2 separate regions of the Gossypium hirsutum genome follow, and region 1 is linked to region 2. The links are chromatin contacts, called in public Hi-C maps. All regions are on one chromosome and are shown on one strand. The core of a region is the stretch at or near the end of the contact, and the rest is flanking DNA. Distances in the headings are between cores, read along the strand shown.

What was found. Hi-C and Micro-C count contacts between places; a contact is called where the count stands out from the background.
Region 1: a contact with region 2 is called in a Hi-C map of leaf, with 6 times the contacts expected there. The contact joins two enhancer-like sites. A contact is called at or near these places in 14 of 34 Hi-C or Micro-C datasets (anther, callus, hypocotyl and 2 more).

Annotation. Positions count from the first base shown.
Region 1 is chrD12:4,750,361-4,754,743 of Gossypium_hirsutum_v2.1, forward strand. No RefSeq gene overlaps it. Among protein-coding and RNA genes, the nearest start is that of LOC107892656, 26 kb to the right of the region's middle. Within about 2 kb of position 2,786, at least 4 of the 9 cell types and tissues checked have an H3K27ac peak or open chromatin away from gene starts, as enhancers often do. A contact at or near this core is called in leaf, where this site is marked.
Region 2 is chrD12:4,663,026-4,667,018 of Gossypium_hirsutum_v2.1, forward strand. No RefSeq gene overlaps it. Among protein-coding and RNA genes, the nearest start is that of LOC107891922, 5.6 kb to the left of the region's middle. Within about 2 kb of position 1,351, at least 2 of the 9 cell types and tissues checked have an H3K27ac peak or open chromatin away from gene starts, as enhancers often do. A contact at or near this core is called in leaf, where this site is marked.

The sequences.
Region 1 (4,383 bases), core at 1,536-4,035, 89 kb after region 2:
ACTCATTGGTGATGTGATATCGCTCTGAGACACACACATTTCATATATCTTGTCAAGATGGGACCATTACCTCAAAAATCTATCATGTGGATGTTAGGTTCCGTGGTGATTTTGCTTTATACGATCATGGGTAGAAGTCTACGTAGAGGTCTCGATCAATAGTCATTATGAGGTTATGGATAGGAGTATAACGGGGGAGCCAGTTGCCAATCGTTATGCGGACACGAGCTCAAACTTTTTGGATACTCGAAGATGTTGGCTTATAAATATCATACAGAAGTTTGAGGGGATAATCATAGGGAAAAATTGTAGGGCTTTTCACTATAATCGACATAATTTTTTTCTCTATTTCCATGCAACCGTATCTTTAACCTTCATTCTTATCTTAAGGTCGACATTGTCGTTGATGCAAGAGGACTCTCAAGTGGGCAGTGGTTGTTGTGATGCAGTAAAGGTGATGCTGCTTTTAGGGTGACAACGATGTTCATTATTAAACAACTCATTAATAAATACAACCGCCGCCACGTTGACCCGAGTTTAACCTCTACTGTGCCGGAACATCTGCTTACTACCTGAGAGTCCTCTTGTATTCACTTCGGTGTCAACCTTTGGATAAGATTGAAAGGTTAAAGATACTGACTACCTATGATTACACTGGAAAGCCCTTCATTTTTCCCTATAATTATGACCTCAATCTTATGTATGGTATATATAAGGTATCCTTTGCGGGTATCCAAAAAGCTTGAACTTGTGATCGTATAACGACCATTAATTGGACCTTGGTTATACTTGAACCTTTAACCCCATCACGACTACTGACTGGGACCTCCACTTAGACTTCGACCTTTAACTGTATTAAGCACTGTCACCCCGAAACCTAACTTTCATAAGATGAGTTTCTGAGGTACTGATCCTATCCCGACATGACATATGAAACGTATATATTCTGAGACGTGTTATCGCATACTCAAACCCTCAAATCTACCAATAAACTTTCACGATTTCACTTTTAAAACCCTAAACCATATTACTAATAAAAAACTCTAACCCTAACCCTAACCCTAACCTTAAACTTAAACCTAAAAAATTAAAAAAAAAAGTTTAAAGAGAGATAGTGAAAGCGCGTCCAATTGGGCACAATTTCACTCACTCTCTCCAAAATCGACCTATTTCTTTAAATTAAAAAAAACCTATTTAGTAAATTAAAAAAAACAAAATCAGCATATATGCACAATTTAGCATGGATAAACCTGCGTATACCCTACCCTACATGCATTAATTGTTTGGTGCCTCACTTGTTTCAATCAGACGGCTCTTATCATCATCACAATCAGTTAGGTTGTTGGCTCTTTTAGCAAATCTTTTTAAATATAGAGATTAAAGGCCTAAGAACGGATCTACCAAAACCAACAACTGAAGTGAAACACTCTCATCCTTAATTCATTCACGCACTCATCATTAAAAGCTCAAATTTAACAAATGTCAAGTATGAAACTTCAGCATCTATATTTATTCTTATTATCAGATTAAAGTTTCATTTTTATGTTTATAAAGATTGGGATTTTATAATTACATGATCGGTTACTTGTGATCCTAAATGTGGGTTAAGGTTGCAATAATTAGAGTGGGTTGACAAGCAAGCCAGCGCAGCAGCACGTGGATGTCATGTGCTTGGGTGGAGGAACAAAAAGAGAGCTGTCCTAAATAGATAGATGGAGAAGCTGAAGAAGACATTACCTACCTACCAACCTACCTCTTAAATCTTTTGGCTGCATGTGGGACTGCTTTAACCTTAGCGGAAGGTCAGTTTCAGACATCCAAATCCCCATCCTCTCTCCTCGACAAACTCACCTTACCTGACCTCAATTTTTCTTATCATTTATTTCTGGTATGCATTATCCACGGGGCACTTGATTCGGATCCTTGTTTTAAAAGTTTTTGTTCCTACGGGCGTCAAAATAAAGTGTTTGTAACATACATGTCATGGGACTGTAGATCCATGTGCTTATTATTTTCTTCCAACTCTTTAATTTTCATCTTCTACGGATATTACCAATATATTTCGATCTGTAAGAGGGGATATCATGTTAGAGAAAGCTAGCGAGACGATCAGACCAAGCTTGATTATTTGATTAGGGAATAATGCATGTTTTGTTCTAGAGAGACCAAGTAACCTTAGCTTAGGTACCTCATAAAAGTAGCAGCGAATAACTGGATCACCACGGCAGCAGCCCCAGGGACCTGTGACACTATTACAATTAGAATAGGGCCAACAAGTTCAAAACGTTCCTTACGTTATTCTGCATAATCACTGAAGAAACCATTGCATCCTCTTCCTGTCTACCATGCATCAGACAAAAGATTGGCCAAACTCGTAAGAAAAATCACACGAAAAAAGATGAAGTTCAAAGGAAATAGAATGATAATAAATCAATGATAGCTTAATTGAAGATAACATCATGAGAGAACAATAGATGACGCCAACCAACCACTTCAATCAATTTAACCATGTACCAATCTAGGAGTTAGGTATTTACTAGTCTAGGAATCATAGCAGAATAGATTCATTTTGCACAATGTCTCGGTCCAAGATTGACTAAATCACCTAAAGATTGGTTGGCATTAGACAATGTTTTCACCCAAATAGATTATGATCATACATAAGCACCATATAGACTCAACAAATTACTAATTTAGAAGCAGCACAGGCTGGTGTCACGGTCACCCAAAGGTGTGGAGCAAGCCACCCTAAGTACAGGTGAAGGCCCTTAGGTGCGAATGGTGGCCACCAAGGGCCTAGGGAGGCCCCCTTAGCTGCAACAGGCCCGAAAAAGTGCACAAGTGAGAAGAATGGGTCTAGGGGTACCAAAAATCCGGAAGCTCAAGGTAGAGATCCAAACCTTGTGGAATAAAGTAGAACCTTTTGAAAGAGTTGTATAAAATATTCTAAACTTAAGTTCTTGATTATCTATTGTATTTGACCGTGACCGTTGGATCAAAGCGGTTTGGCCTATATAAAGGAAGGCACATAAGTTAACTTATTGAGTAATAGCAATTCCAGATTATCCCAACTTCCTTTTGTTCTCATTTGGTGTCGTTGTGCTGCTCTAGGCCTAGAGCTTTGTTAAGGGACTCTCCGAAGCAAGGATCGAAGGTTGACTTTGGCATTGTTGGTGTAAGACTAGTGCCTAAGGTTGGCTTTTTTATTTAAATAACTCAAATAATTTAATTAAGTATTAAAATGACCCATCTTTTTAATTAAACACCAAAATGACCTGAAATCTACAGTAAAAGTTGGTGAAGTCAAATTATATGGCGCCACCAACTTGCCACGTCAGCAGGGAGCATTAAAATTTTAATTTTTTGGTAGAGCCATGTAAAATGGCGCCACCTGTATAAATACCATGAAAATACTGCAAGTTCTGAAAAAATGGGGGACTTCAAAACAATTTTTTATTTTTTGGTGGAGCCAACTTAAACGGCGCCACCAGACCAGACTAAACCTAACACTCTTCTTTTACTTTTTTTATTACTTTTTTATTAACTTTTATCTTTTTCTTTAATTTTTTTTTGTTTTTTTAAGTTTTATATTTTTCTTATTTGATTTTGTTTATTTATTTTATTTATTTTTATTAATTTTAAAAATTTTGAAATGCATATTTGAAATGTTTTATAATATATATTTTTAAAATTTTAATTATTATTTTAAAATTATTTTTAAAATTTTAAATATTATTTTTTTAAATTATGTCTTATAAATTTTAAAAATATATTTTTGAAATTAATTTTTCTAAATTTTAAATTTTAAATATATTTTTAAAAATATATTTTTAAACAAAATAAAATAATTTCAAAAATATATTTTTAAAATTTATAAGACATAATTTTAAAAAATAATATTTAAAATTTTAAAAGTATATTTTTGAAATTATTTTTAATTTTAAATATTAATTTTAAATATTAAATATATTTTTAATTTAAACATTTAAAATTTTTAAATAAAGTTTTTATAAAAATTATTTTAAAAAGGTTTAAATATATTTAAAATAATTTAAAAATCATAATTTAAAAAATTCTGAAAAAATCATAATTTAAAATTATATTAAATATATTAAAATTTTAAAATTGGCTATACATAACATTTTTTAATATATTTAATTTCTTTAAGTTTTTAAACATTTAAATCTATTAAGAAAATCTTTTTTGTCTTTATCTATTAAAAATATATATTAAGTACATAAATTTATGAATGTGTACTAAAATTAAAAAAATAATATATAAATTTATAAATATGTACTAAAATAAAAAAATTATAACCAACACAGATTAATTTCATGCAAGAAAATAGTTAAAAAGAAATAATAATAACTAAATAGAGATCAC
Region 2 (3,993 bases), core at 101-2,600:
GATTTAGTTCTTAGTTTGTGTTGTAAAAATTTAATTATTTAATCTCATTCTTAGTTAGTTTGTATTGTAATAGTTTGATTCTACACCAAATGATTATTTGGACATATATTATACTTGTATTTGGATTGTTTTGTACTTGTAAGCTTTCAAATATATATATATTTTTGAAGTGGTAATGTTGAGATTTTCTAGACAAAATTTTGGTGGCTGTTAGTATACCAGATAATCTTAAGATGTGTTCATGCACTTTATAACTTTGATTTTAATGCAAATTTTATGGACGACTGAAAACTTTAAAATGATGCAAAGAATTCGATAAGGAGATCTTTAGTCTCCATACTAATTTGTGTTGTGCAAGAAACAATTAGCTCAATCTATACACATGGAGGTTGAGGGGGGCATTTGGAAACCAATAAAGTTAGTTAGGAATGGGTCGGGAATTTCTCATCTTTTCTTTACTAATGATTTGGTGCTTTGTGCTTGGAATTGAGAGGTGAGAGTTCAACATGTATGCAGAGAAGGAAATAAGGTGGCAGACTGTATGGCAACATTGGCCAGAGGAAAGGGGAGGGGAATGCAACTGCATCGAGTACCACTAGTAAAGGCAATGGGACTGTTGCAAGCTGATGAAAGACAGTGCCGCGTTGAAGCAACTAGCTTGTAAATTGGTTGTTCTTCTCCTTTACAAAAAAGAAGATTATATTTGATAAAAAATTTTGTTAAGGGACTTATAAATATTCTTAAATTTAGTTAAACATAATTATAATCATTAACCTTCATAATTAAATTAACCTCGGCGAAAGGTTATATAGCAATTAGTTGACCTGTACTTAATTTACATATCACATTTTGATAGCTACACGAGCAAGAAGCCAACAAAAAAAAAGTTACAATTTTGAAATGAAAATGTACTTAGGAAGTTAGTCAAATTCAGAAAAAGAACTCTGTATGTTGGTTTGATGGTCAGAGTATTCATCGCCCCAAGTGTGGTTTGGGTTTAAATCGAGCTAATTGCGTTATTATTAAAATTTTGCTCTCCTCTTTTAATTAATCAAAAAGAATTCGGAAAAAAAAAAAGTAGCGGTTGAAGCCAAGGATGTGGGCAGCAGAATGTGTGTGATGTTGTTGTCCAACTTGTTTCACTCAAAAAATTCCTTTCTCTAATTCCAAGCCTTTGTTGCAATATTATTTGTTCAAATCAACTCGCTCGTTAGTTTGTCCAACATGCATCTCTTTTCTCGATGTCCTTGAATATTGTAAATAAATAGGTCCAGTTTCCCACTGCTATATTTTGGGTCCAATCAACGATTTAAAACAGCAGCTACACCCAAGGCCCAACCCTAAGCCCTCATGTTTACCAGACTAACCCAAGATGGCAAGCACTTTTTAGTGTTATTGGTAGCTTTGGCACAATAGTGATGGCAAAGAAAGAATCAAAAGAGGTTCAGTCTTTTATTGCTGTCAAGATTGAAATGAAACTTCATCATTAATTATGACCCCCAAACAAATTAATGTAAGCGGCATCTACTGCTTCAAAGTTCAGAAACAGCACTAGTTCTGGTTTCTACTTATAAGACCGCAACCCAACCATCATTTACCAATATTTTGATATCCTCTTTTTCTTGTCAAATTCAAGACCTTTGTGGATGAAAATCTGGTGACAGATCTTGTCAGGTTCCCCTGTTACATCAAAGTTTCCAACAGCAACCCTGAAATTTAGCAATCATGTTGATGTTATTACTTTATATCCCATTTACCAACATTACCTAATAATTTCGTATGCAAAGTCTATTGCACCATAATGACATGAAAATCCCTCCTGTAAGGAATAGCAAAACTAATGATTTGGGACTTTTTTTCATTTGGCTGGCTTGGAGTTGTTCAAGTAAGATGAGTTGGACTTGTTAATCATAGAAAAATTGAAGAGTATCAGAGTTAAAGCATTTTTCCGATGCATGTTAACCATTTTTTTTACATGAATTTCATAAAATCACTTGATCCACAAATGTAAAACTAGTGTTCTTTCGAGTATTTGTAGAAATACAATCATAATTACAAATTTAATATATATAATTAGGATAACATTATAAATTATAATTGTATTAATAATTGTATTATAACTTGGCTTTTTTAAAAGAGTTAAAATAAATTCATCTTGACTGGAGTGAATAACAACAGTCATGCTTTCTTAGTTTCAGCTGAGCTTAGACAAAGTCTCTCTCTCTCTATATATATATGTTAAAGGAGTGTTTGGAAATTGGGCTTGTAAATCTATGACTAAAGGTTGGTGACAATTCCTTATTCATGAATGGGTTAAAATGAATGTTGATAGCTCGGTATCAAATTCTAGATCAAGAGCGATCATAGGTGGAGTGGTGAGAAAGCCGAATGGAAGTTGGATGGGAGTTTTGAAATGGCGGTAGGATTGTCAGATATTTTTCAGATTCAAGCTCGAGCATTAATTGAAGGTTTAAAGTATGCTTGGGCATAGGGTTACTGTCAAGTGGAGATTGAGAGTGATAATTTTGTGTTGATTGTTGTTATACAAAATGGGTTAGTAGCAAACAACTGTAACAACAAAGTTAGGCTTATTCAAGACTGGTGTTTTGAGGATTGGGAAGAGAAATTTTGACGGATCTTGAGAGAAAGGTATAGGTTGGTAGATTGTATCACCAAAGAGGCTCGAGGTGAAATAGAACAATTGATTATTCATCAGGAACCACCGGGTATTGTGAGAGACTTATTGGATTATGATATTCATCGTGCTATGTGTCCATTTCTTGAGGGAGATTAGTACTGATGTAATTTTAACTCAAGGCTATATCATTTTATTTACCAAAAAAAATATAAAATTGAGATTGAGAAGTTACACATAATTTACAAAGGAAGAGACTCGAATATAGAATTTTAAAGCTTTTAGAGTTGTAACATCGTGGTCAAGACAAAACAAATTGTTTTTACTAAATAAGAATAATTGGCTTTTACACAAGTGGTAAAGGTCTTGGAGATAATTGGGAATCAAATTTGTATTAATTTGAGTGAAGCACTCTGAAATAATTAAAAAGAAAAAAAACCATTTAGTTGGTATTTTGAACTAATTAAATTGCGTTAAGGAGCAAACTTATGAATAAACTAAGGGGTGAGTTTATTGCAATTTCAATAGAATGGGAGCATGGTCTAAATACAAGGAATTAGCCTTCCGTTCATCTCGTGAATTAGCAGTTAGGAAGCTAGGCAGCAGTTATAATGCCCCAGGCCCTTTTAGCTTTGTGCCCATAATGACCAATATTTGGCATGAATTTGAAAGGTGGGAAACTCAAACCTACAAAATGATGGGCTTCGTTCTAGAACCCTGGTTCGTTCCTTGTATGAGCAGCACTACCATATTTATTCCTTTTAGTAGCAAAAAGTTGATTAGAGAAAGGGAATGACACTCATAGGTTGTGTTGGAATTAGGTAAAAGTACTTATTAGATTCACCAACCGCAATTTAAATCAGCAGTCAATGAGATTCATTTCCAAAGAATTTAAGGTTTTATTGCTTATAAAACCATGAAAAGGAAGAATTGTTTGGTGGATTTACCATGTAAGTACCAAAACAAGAGAAGGTGGATTACATTTACAGGTCCCACCTCTTCTCTGTTTGCATAGATTTAGGAAGATAATGTTGGGCAGGTAGGGAGATTTATGTAGAAATTTAACATGGGGGCACAGTTCTGTGAGAGGAGGGCCCAATAAATATAATGCAAAAAAAAAAATCAACTTTTTTATGGTAAACTTATAAATAGTGATCCAATTATTATTGTGTTTTTGTTTTCACCATACAGGTTTTTTTTTTCTTTTAGTCATTGGTGGTATCAAAATTTAATATTTTGATCACTCTTTCATTAAATCACTAAGAAAATGCCTATATGACTTTTTTATTGGCATAATAATAAATTTAGCCCTCTAATATTTACAGATTCTAGTAATTTGATTCTAATTCTAAAAGTTT